Regions from separate parts of the Mus musculus genome. Here region 1 is linked to region 2. Evidence: chromatin contacts called from public Hi-C data. All regions are on one chromosome and are shown on one strand. The core of a region is the stretch at or near the end of the contact, and the rest is flanking DNA. Distances in the headings are between cores, read along the strand shown. Region 1 holds the start of Vps26a (VPS26 retromer complex component A). Region 2 holds the start of Eif4ebp2 (eukaryotic translation initiation factor 4E binding protein 2).

Evidence for each region. A called contact is a pair of places that touch in the nucleus more often than the background predicts.
Region 1: a Hi-C map of double positive thymocytes shows a contact between it and region 2, with 7 times the contacts expected there. The contact joins the promoter of Vps26a here to the promoter of Eif4ebp2 in region 2. A contact is called at or near these places in 4 of 39 promoter capture datasets (the 3T3-L1 cell line, the C10 cell line, liver and 1 more) and 1 of 484 Hi-C or Micro-C datasets (double positive thymocytes).

What each region holds. Positions count from the first base shown.
Region 1 is chr10:62,482,731-62,488,256 of GRCm38.p6, reverse strand. It overlaps Vps26a (VPS26 retromer complex component A), which reads left to right and starts at 1,452. Exons shown (of 9, transcript NM_133672.3): 1 at 1,452-1,599. The coding sequence starts at 1,597.
Region 2 is chr10:61,448,799-61,454,068 of GRCm38.p6, reverse strand. It overlaps Eif4ebp2 (eukaryotic translation initiation factor 4E binding protein 2), which reads left to right and starts at 1,400. Exons shown (of 3, transcript NM_010124.2): 1 at 1,400-1,667. The coding sequence starts at 1,523.

The sequences.
Region 1 (5,526 bases), core at 203-2,702, 1.0 Mb before region 2:
TCTCTCTTTTGTTTCCTTGTAACAAGGTCTCACACTGTAGCCCAGGTCATTCAGGGGACTAACTGTGTAATCTCCAGGGGTCTTTTAATTCATGGCGATTCTTCTACTTCTTCTGTCTCCGGAGAGCTGGGATTACAGCTATGAACCTCTATACCTGACTTATCCTTCTTTATAGAGTGGGTGATGCTCCTTCATCCAAGCCATCTGCATCACAGGGTTTTAATCAATAGTATTTTGAGATCTAAACTCCCTTCTCTGTCCCCATACTATTTTACCCGTCTGTAAATATGACAGGTAATCTCCAATATTGGGAAGGCTGAAGGAGGACAGATGTGTTTCTTGACAGCCTGGGCTACATAGCATATTCCAGAGGAGCCTGGGACACCTAGTGAGACCCTGTCTCAACAATAAATATACACACAAACATCCATTCGTTCCAAAGCTCCCTGGCATAGCAATCTTTAAGATTTGTTTTCAGATAATATCATTTTAGGCAGATTTCTCCTGCATGCATGAAGGAAGTGCAGTGTTCCATCTGCAGCAATGCATAAAACCACCAGTGACTCCTGCAATTACAGCATTGGGAAGGCACTTTGGAGGTGCTCACTCTCCACTTGAGGCTAGCCTAGTCTACATGAGTACATGAGAACCCCTGTCTTACAAACAAAAGACTCATTTCCAGTATTTGAATTCTGTCGCGATTGGAGACCGAAGCCTCATTTTAACCTTTAAATATTTTAGACTTACAACTTGACACTCTACTCCCCAAGTTGAGTTTCGTTATGATAGGGCTGATGACACCCCTCCGCCCATAAATCTGAATGAAAGGTTCAGTTCCTAAGCCTTCGTAGTATTTCATCTATCCTCAGGTTTTCTGGGCCTCCACTACAATGACTGACTGGATCAGAGTGTTGGAGAGCTGCGTTTTGCACGCTTGCGAAACTTTTAGGAAGGGCTGTTGCCGGGGAGGGGGGGTAAGGAGGGCGGAACCGATTTGAGAGTACTGCCTCTCCGGCTTGGAAGGCTGCGTCACGAGCTATCCGTGGACTGCAAAGGATGTGCTTTAAAGATTAGCTTTTCTCCCTAACCGTCTCTTCGGAGGCCAACAATTCTCGGGGCTGAGGCGGGAAACAGATCAGGCGCAAAGGTCGGAACTGCAGCAAGCCCGCAAAGACACGCCTCCCGCACAAACCCTCGAGTCCCCCAAGTTTCCCTAGGGAAAAGGAAATGGGCGTGCCGGAGGGAGGAGTTTGACAGCGCACGGCTCGTCACGTGACAACTAGCTCTAGGGTTGCTGGACTGAGAAGACAGATCTTTGACTCCTCCCACCAGACGTCACCCACCCAGACCACGCCCTCAACCGAAAGGCGGGGCGGAGGAGCCCCGCCTCGAAACGGCCTTCCTGAAGGGCGGGGCCTCTAGCAGGGCGGGGCCTCTAGCGGGGCGGGGTGGGGGGGGGAGGGAGAAGAGGAAAAGGAGTGGTCACGTGCGGCTGATGGCCTACGGTCACGTGACGGGCGGCGGGGCGCAGGCACCCAGGCTGGGAGTTCTTCTGAGGGAAAGCCGAGTGGAGTGGGCGACCCGGCGGCGGTGACAATGGTGAGTGCGCGGCGGCCTGCCTGCGAGGTCGTCTCCCGCGGGGCCGTGGGGCGCGCGGCGGGACTCCCAACGGCGGGCGCGGCGCCGAGCCTGCAGGGAAGGGGCGCGGAGCGGTGAGGCCTGACGGCTGCCCGCTCCCGGCCAGGCCTGAGCACCTGCGGCCGGCGGCACTGTCCCGGCCATGTCGGAGCCTCTGCCCGCCTTCCTCGACCGGCTGTGGGGACCCTGGCTGGGCACCCGCAGCCCGCCCAGCCGGAGCTCGGCAGCCTCGCCTTCCAAGGTAGCCGAGGACAGTCAGTGCCCTCTCTCCCAGTTCCGGACTCTGGCGAGACCTGCTCACCTTCCTCGTCCCGAGCTCGATAGAGTCCGCTTATTTTCTTTAAGCTGGTTGTGGAGACATTCTGCGATTTCTTGATTCGGGTGGAGGCTTTTGGCACTTGTAGAATAGGAGGGGAAGGGAGGGGAGACAAGAGGGTGTCGGAGCCGAGACCCCTCATTTATATCTCCAGACGCCGATTTAAGCACTTGGTTTCACTTCCTTCCCTAAGCGATTTCTATAACTTAGCACTTTGGGATGTTGCAGTGTCTTGGGAGCCCAGGCAGGGATGAAAATCAGAGCACTTAACCACACTTAATGGAAAGCACCGTTGGGCGCGCTAGTGTTTAACTACGCGCCCGCGGTCTATAGATTAGAGCTCCTTTGGCTCGTGTTATTTAGCATATACTCCATGAGAGCCCACTGTGCGCTCCCCTTATACTACCCGCTCTTCCCAAGCTCGCCACTTTTAATAAACTGCTTGAAACTTCTCGTCTCAAGCCAGCCAGCCAGGTCTATTTTTAAAACGTTGCTTTGATTAAATAACTTTGAGTCAGAAATTATTTGCTTTCTCTAGGGTTTGGGGGGTGGGGGAGAAGTTCATTCAGGGAGCGTTTTCTTAAACAGTATTTTGGGTGAGTCCAGGGACAGATAAACAAGGCAAACTGCTTGCTTCCTTGCAGCTTACAGACTCTGGAGAGTTAAGCATTTGTTTAGATAAATTAGTTTAAGGTGGAAATTACAACTGCTGTAAATAACTAAGAAGGAATTAGTAGGCTGTTAGGGAGTCCTCCTTTCACTGTTTATAATTTGAAAAGAAAGCTTAAATTGCTCTCTTCTTGGTTACTTAGTTGAATTAGTCCTTCTAGTTAAGTTTTTTTTTTTTTTTTTTTTTTTTTGGTTTTTCGAGACAGGGTTTCTCTGTATAGCCCTGGCTGTCCTGGAGCTCACTTTGTAGACCAGGCTGGCCTCGAACTCAGAAATACGCCTGCCTCTGCCTCCCGAGTGCTGGGATTAAAGGCGTGCGCCACCACGCCCGGCCCTTCTAGTTAAGTTTAAGAGCAATTTTTTTTTTTATTTTTAAGGTATTTGTCAAACGAAATTGTAAAGCTTTAAAGCCTTTGTATGGGCACACATGTATGTATGAGAATTTGCTGTTTCATTGTGTGTGGGCTCAAGTGAATACATTGTGGAAGCTTTGGTTCCTCTGAGCTCTGTTCAGTTTTTTTCTTACTGAAATTTTTTTCCTATATATTTTGATTATGTTTTTCCTTTCCTTCAAGTTCTGTTTCTTTACATCAAGCAGACTTAATAAATTTCCTTAAATGGTGCCCACAGAGTTTGTTACATTTTTATGTATCCACGTGTAGTTTTGCTAGATGGTAATGCTAAACAATGTATGTCTTGGCACCTTGTGCTTGTTGGAGGGCCTCAAGAAAGCCTCAGCACTCCTGGTACTGTAGTTAAAGTCAGTTGTGAGCTGCTATTTGGATGCTGGGAATCTGAACCTGGGTCCTCTGGAAGAGCAGCCAGTGCTCCTAACCATTGAGCCAGCCCTGTTATTGAAAAATATTGCAGAACTGTGTTTTCTTGTGTGTTTTGGCAGCTTTAGTGGCAATTTAATTTTGTTAAAATAGTATTTGTGACTTTAAATGTTAAATTTCAAATTGGAAAAGACCTTTCGGTGTGTTACATAGAGAATATATGTAGAAAAAAGTTGCCATATATCATTTTACATGTAAAACATCTTTCATAGCTGGGCGTGGTGGCACACGCCTTTGATCCCAGCACTTGGGAGACAGAGGCCAGCGGATTTCTGAGTTCGAGGCCAGCCTGGTCTACAGAGTGAGTTCCAGGACAGCCAGGGCTATACAGAGAAACACAGTCTCAAAAAAAAACCCACAAAAACAAAAAAAATACCATTGCAGAAAGAAAATTGCTGTTGGTGACTTTGGAGCATGTTAAATGTACTAGTTTCTAGTTAGTTGTTTGAATTTGTCCCTTTTGTGGGGGCTGGAGAGATGGCTCAGCAGTAAGAGCACTGGCTGCTCTCCTTGAGAGAACCTGGATTCAGTTCCCAGCACTCACACAATGGCTCACAGAATCTGAGCTCACAGGATCTGTTGCAAAAATCTGATATCCTCTTTTGACCCCTACAGGGACCTGCTACACACATAGCAAACAAATATACACTCAGGTAAAACATTAATACAATAAAAGATACACATAAATAAAAAAAGGATTTATGCAGGCTGATGAGATGGGGGTTCAGCGGTTAAGAATATTGACTGTTCTTCCCAAGGTCCTGAATTCAATTCTCGGCACCCATGTGATCACAACCATCTATAAAGGGACCTGATGCCCTCTTCTGGCATGCAGACAGAGAACACATACATTAAAAAGAAATGCATAAATTTTAAAAAGATTTACACACACACACAAAAGAAACTATCTCCTTTGTTAATATAGGAATACTGAAAACAATTTGGTCATTGTGTCACCTGTGACCTACATAACCTTAGGAAGCTCCTTGGTTTGTTTACTGTCATTATCTGTCCTCCTTAGGACTGATCTGATGCATAATGAGTTTCAGACTTCAACTTTGCCCCAACTCAGCCTGGTTTTCTGAGGAAGGGCTTGCTTCACCAACAGTTACTGATTGCAGTTCATTTCCTTGTGTGTAGTCACTTATTTTCTATTACTAGAGTGGCGTGTGTGTACTGAAAAGTCGCACTCCACAGGTATTTGACGGCCCTGTAGACAGTACTGTAAGCAGGGTTCAGGCTCTTGTTCTCAGTGCTGAGCAAAGATAAAATGTCTGTCCTCAGAGTACACAGCTCGGAGGGAGAGCCATATACTTCCTCAGCCTGTGAGAACAAAAGGGGGAGAATCCAGCTTGCGTTAGGGTATCAGGTAAAGCCCTTACAGAGGTGAGTCAGTCAATAAGGGGTGAGTGAGTCAGGTGACTCTAGGACAAGGGGGACAGGCAAATCTGATGAACTTCTGCACAAATTATTTTCATCATTTAAGGTTATTGTATCTGGAGGGCTGGTAGGTATATCTGTAAGCCACATCAAATAATATATTGTATGTGTGTTTAAAATAACATATTTGAAGTCAGTGTTACCTATGAAGATTTTACATATTGGGGCTGGAGAAATGGCTCAATAGTTAAGAGACTGGCAACTTTCTCAGAGAACCTAGGTTCAATTCTTAGCACTCCCATGATAGCTAACATATGAGTTATATAACTGTAGTGCCAGGGGTTCTGATGCCTTCTCTGGGTTCTGCAGGCACTAGCCATGCATGTGGTGCACAGACTTATGTGCAGGCTAAAGCACTCATTTATACACAACAAAATAAGTGAAGAAAATTTATAAACTGATGAGTTCTACAAGGTGACTGTCAAGAGTTCAGATAAAATATTATTATTGTATTAACACCTGGGTTGAGCATAGTGGTGCTTTCCTTTAACACCAGCACTCATGAGGCAGAGGTAGGTGGGTCTCTGTGATTTTGAGGCCAGCCTAGGCTATGTAGTGAGACCCTGTCTCAAAAGACCAATCTATATATACTTGTACATCAGCCTCATAGGTTCTTTGTTGTGTGCT
Region 2 (5,270 bases), core at 151-2,650:
TCTGAGCCACTACAAGTGTGCTAGGTACTAAACTCTGGTCCTCTCGGTGCTCTGCAACAGCAACAAGCGCTCTTAACTACTGAGCCCTTCCTCAGAGTCATTGATGGTTAAACCCTTAGTTCATCGTGTACGCATTGCTTTCCTTTAATAATGAGCAATTAAAATTATACTTCTTAAAATAACTTTGATTAGCTGGGTGTGGTGGTGCACGACTTTAATCCCAGCACTCAGGAGGCAGAAGCAGGTGGATTTCTGAGTTCGAGGCTAGCCTGGTCTACAAAGTGAGCTCCAGGACAGCCAGGATATACAGAGAAACCCTGTCTCGAAAAACCAACCAACGAAACAAACAAACAAACAAACAAACAAAAACTTTGATTACATTTATTTATTTATGGGCAGGCAGATGGGTGCTCATGGACTAGTGGAGAAGTCAGAGGATAACTTGGGAGAGTCGGTCTCCCCTTTCACCTTGTGGCTTCTGGGTGGTGGAACTCAGGTCTGCAGGCTTGGTGACAAATGCCTTTCTTTACCTGCTGAGCCATCTTGTGGGCTCCCAGAGTTATAATTTTTTAAAAAGATTTATTTATTTATTTTATGTATATGAGTACGCTGTAGCTGTCTTCAGACACATCAGAAGAGGGCATCGGATCCCATTACAGATAGTTGTGAGCCACCATGTGGTTGCTGATTTGAACTCAGGATCTCTAGAAGACAGTGCTCTTAACCACTGAGCCATCCCTCCAGCCCGAGTTATACTTTTAATGGTTAGATATAGATGGGAATATGAAGTAAGCCCTAAGAAAGTACTGTTAGTCCACACTTACACACCACAAACAATTACACACACACACACACACACACACACACACACACACACACACACACACACACACACACACACACACACACACACACACACACACACACACACACACACACACACACACACACACACACACACACACACACACACACACACACACCCCGCTTCCCCCCCCTCCCGCGTGCCTTAATCACCTACACTCAGCTTCACTGGGAGTCTATTATGTTCCTCTGAACTCAGCCCCGCCCCTCAAAGTCCCGCCCACCCTAAGGCTCCACCCTTCAACACTTCCTTTTTCCCGGATTTCCGGGTTCACCCTCTGCCTCTAGCCTTCGGCTGCCTCAGTCACGCCCCCAGCTACCCGCCCACTCGCCTCAGACACGCCCTCCAACGTCACGTCCGGCTTCCATATTGTCCCTCCCTCTACTACCCCTTGCTCCCGCCTTCGACCGCTTCCGGTAGTCATCGTTGCCGCTGCTGCCGCTGCTGCTCCTGCTGCTGCTGAGGCTGCAGGCGGAGGCCGGAGGACCGGGCGGCGGCGGCGGCGGCGGCAGCGGGAGCGGTATCGCAGCGGGACGACCGGGCGAGAGCAGGCGAGTTGAGAGCCGAGCGTGAGGAGCCAGAGCCGCCCGGCCCCGCCGCCGCCGCCGCCGCCGCCGCCGCCGCTGCTGCACAAAGCCTCGAGCCCGCGTCGGAGCCATGTCCGCGTCGGCCGGTGGTAGCCACCAGCCCAGCCAGAGCCGCGCCATCCCCACGCGCACCGTGGCTATCAGCGACGCCGCGCAGCTACCTCAGGACTACTGCACCACGCCCGGGGGGACGCTGTTCTCCACAACGCCGGGAGGTGAGCCGCGCCCGGCCTGCCCGCCATCACGGCTGGCGCGTGGCACTGCATGCTCGACCAACAGCTTCCTCCCCGCTGCCCGTACGGTGTGCTGCAGACCGTGCATTCTGCGCAGCGGGGCTTGCCTCTGGAGCTGTCCTACGGGCTTTGGGGAGAGGGAAGTCGGGGAGACGGACCTGGCGCGGAAGCCTAAGATGACTGGTCTGGCTGCGCCGAGAGTTCCGAGACGAGGCTGGCATGCACTCTGCATGCCTCGCCCAGTGTTAGCCTCCTTTGACAGCATTGTTTACTTTGTTAGAGGAGTCATCAAAGGTTGGGGGAGCCCCAGCTCCCACAAGTGGGACGTGTAAAATAGCTCCTTTGGTATCCAAGAAGTTGTTGGCTTTGGTAGAGGCGCTGTCAGGTTTCAGATCAGGGCTTTCGAAGAGCGGTTTTAAAGGTGCTTTGTCAAACAGCACACACTAGTCGGGTTAGGTTGCTTGATCCTAGGGAAAGGGCTTGTAGAAAAAAGCGATGCAAAGGGAGGTTCCTGAAGTTGCTTTTCAAAAGATGGCCGGGATCCGTTTACTATCACTGGAGAAGAGGTAAATAAAGTATGTTGAATTGGTCACGAGAGGAGGAAGCGCAAAGGTTGTTTGTCTCTTTTCTGGGCTGTTCTCTAAGAGGGAGGAGCCTGGAAGGGGTTCTTCCGGTGCCTTCATGAAGGGAACTGGCTTTCTGTCCCTAATCTCAGAACTTTGCCTTCTTTTGGTGACCCCGGGGGCTGGGCTTCAGCTAGAGGGTGAAGATTTGGTTAGCAGCCCTTACAGTCTATAGATCGCTGATCATGAGACAGGACTCCTAACCAATCACTTAAAAGTGGGCCTGGCCATCCTGGAATCTTGTGCAATTGGAAGGCACAGAGTAAGGGGACCTTGCCAACACCAAGAGACAGCAGTCCAGAAGGCTGTGTGTGGTAGTTAGGGCTGTGACCCTACTACTCCAGAAAGACGGGGTAGGAGAATGGCAGTTTAAGGCTAGCCCTGGCAATATAATGAGTTCCAAGGCCAGGCAGTGGTGGCACACACCTTTAATCCCAGCACTTGGGAGGCAGAGGCAGGCGGATTTGGAGTTCAGCCTGGTCTACAGAGGAGTTTCAGGACAGCCAGGGCTATACTGAGAAACCCTGTCTCAAAAAAAAAAAAAAAAAAAAAAAAAGAGTTCCAAGACAGCCTGTGCTACAGTGTCACACCCTGTCTCAAAAAAACAAACAAAAAAACCAACCAAACAAGGAAGGGGGCAAAAAAAAAAAAAAAAAAAAAAAATCAAAGCAAACATCTAGGAGAAAAGTTGGCAGAGGATCCAGCCAGGCCGGTCCAGAAAAGGGATGGCAGAAAGGCATAAATGTCCGGAAAGACCTTCCAAATGACCCAGGCAGGAGGGAAGCTGCACTCCTTAGAGAGAGCCAGGTTTAAGGAAAGACAGTGGAGATCTGGTGAGAGGGTAGTGGTTTAAGTTGCTGAAGACAGCTTTGTTTATTTTTGTTTTTCAAGATGGTTTCTCTGTGTATCCCTGGCTGTCCTGAAACTCACTCTCTAGACCAGGCTGGCCTTGAACTCAGAAATCTGCCTGCCTCTGCCTCCCGAGTGCTGGGATTAAAGGCGTGAGCCACCACTGCCTGGCTGAAGACAGCTTCCTTATATGGTCTTTTCCTTCTCTCTTCCTTTCCTCTTGCTTTTCTTGAAACAGTTTTTTTTTCTCCATATGGTCCACACTACCTTGGACCCAAACCCATGATCTTGGACTATTAGCCTTGCCAGTGCTGGGATTTATTGGTGTGTGTTATCTGGTGTAACAAAAGTCGGGAAAGCTCTTAGTCAGCCCTGGATGGAATTGTCTCCACTTGAACAGATAACTTTTAGGAAACAGATTAGTGGCCAGCACTGGTCAGGCAGAGGCAGGATGATCTCTGGGAGTTGAAGGCTGGCCCATTGTACAAAGTGAGCTCCAGGGGCCCAGGACAGCCAAGGCGACATAGTAAGAGCATGTCTGTCCATCTGTCTGTCTCTCTCTCTATATATATACATACATACACACACACACACACACACACACACACATTTCTAAGGTGATCTGTAATTAACTCCAGAGGTCTTTGTGATATTGATGAGTAAAATGCCCATGCTTCTAGCAGCTCAGAGCACACATGACAGTAACAGGTGCATTTAGCCCTGCCCTACTTGGGGAAGAAGCAATTTTTTTTTTTAAGATTTATTTTATTTTTATTATATGTAAGTACACTGTAGCTGTTTTCAGACACTCCAGAAGAGGGAGTCATATCTCATTATGGATGGTTGTGGACCACCATGTGGTTGCTGGGATTTGAACTTCGGACCTTTGGAAGAGCAGTCAGGTGCTCTTAACCACTGAGCCATCTCACCAGCCCCGGAAGCAAACTTTTTAGCTGTACATTGATATTGTTCTTCTGCGGGAAGCTCTAGAGAGGGAAAAACCCTGTGGACATATTTCAGACAGCAAGCTGCTGTGCTTTCAGAAGTAGGGAAGGCCTGTAGTGCTTTAAAGATAGAAGCTGCCTTGCAACTTGACCTAGTTCTGAGATGCTTGGGAGGATCTACCAGAAACATTCATTTACCCTTCTACGGTGGTATCCCTGTCCCTGGAACTCACTGAGAGGCCCCTGCCTCTGCCTCCTGAGCAGTTGCATTAAAGGCAACCATGCCTAGCAGTTTTGGGATTTTGATGAGGAGGGCTTGCTTCCTGGTTATAAGGAGATGGCACTGTAGGGTTTAGAGCTGAACTGTGTTTTTGAGACAGGGTCTCATTGTGTAGCCCTGGCCAGCCTCAAACTCAGGGTTCCACCTGCCTCTGCCTCTCTGGTGCTGGGTTTAAAAATATGTACCACCATGGCATGCTGGGCAGTCTTTTATAGCATTTAGCTTGGTGGTGTTTAGAGATGTACAGTGCTTACTGGCTTTTTCCCCTTTGGAATGATTTTAAGGTGGACTTTACTGGGGCTAAAGAGAGAGAGAGGGCTCGGCAGTTAAGAACGTGCCTGCCAGTATTATGGAAGACCTGAGTTCAGTTCCCAGCATCCACACTGGGCAGCCTGTAACTCCAGCTCCAGGAGATAGATCTGAAATTCCCATCTCTCCTTCACCAGCTTGGCACACATGGCATATGGCACACAGATGTATGCTCATTTAAAAAAAACAAACTACTGGTATTGAGGTGTATGTATGTGTGAGCGCATGCACTCCTGTGCTGTTTTGCCAGTGGAGGTCAGAGAGCAACTTTTGACTTCCTAATACTGGGGTTTCTGGGATCAAACTCAGGTCGTCAGACTTGTGTGGTGAGCATTTTACCTCTGAGCTTTCCTGACACTTCCTGCTTGGGAACATTTCTGCCCCTCTGATGCTTTATCTCCCTTCCTTTCACTGAGTCATTATATCTTGGTGGTTGATAAGGCCTTCAGTGAATTTTGTGGTCGGTCAGCACTTCACAGGGAACAAGACAGCAGACCTAGGCAGGTGGCCTGTAGATGAAGAGAAAGGATCAAGAATTCAAAGCCAAGCCAGGCGGTGGTGGTGCACGCCTTTAATCCCA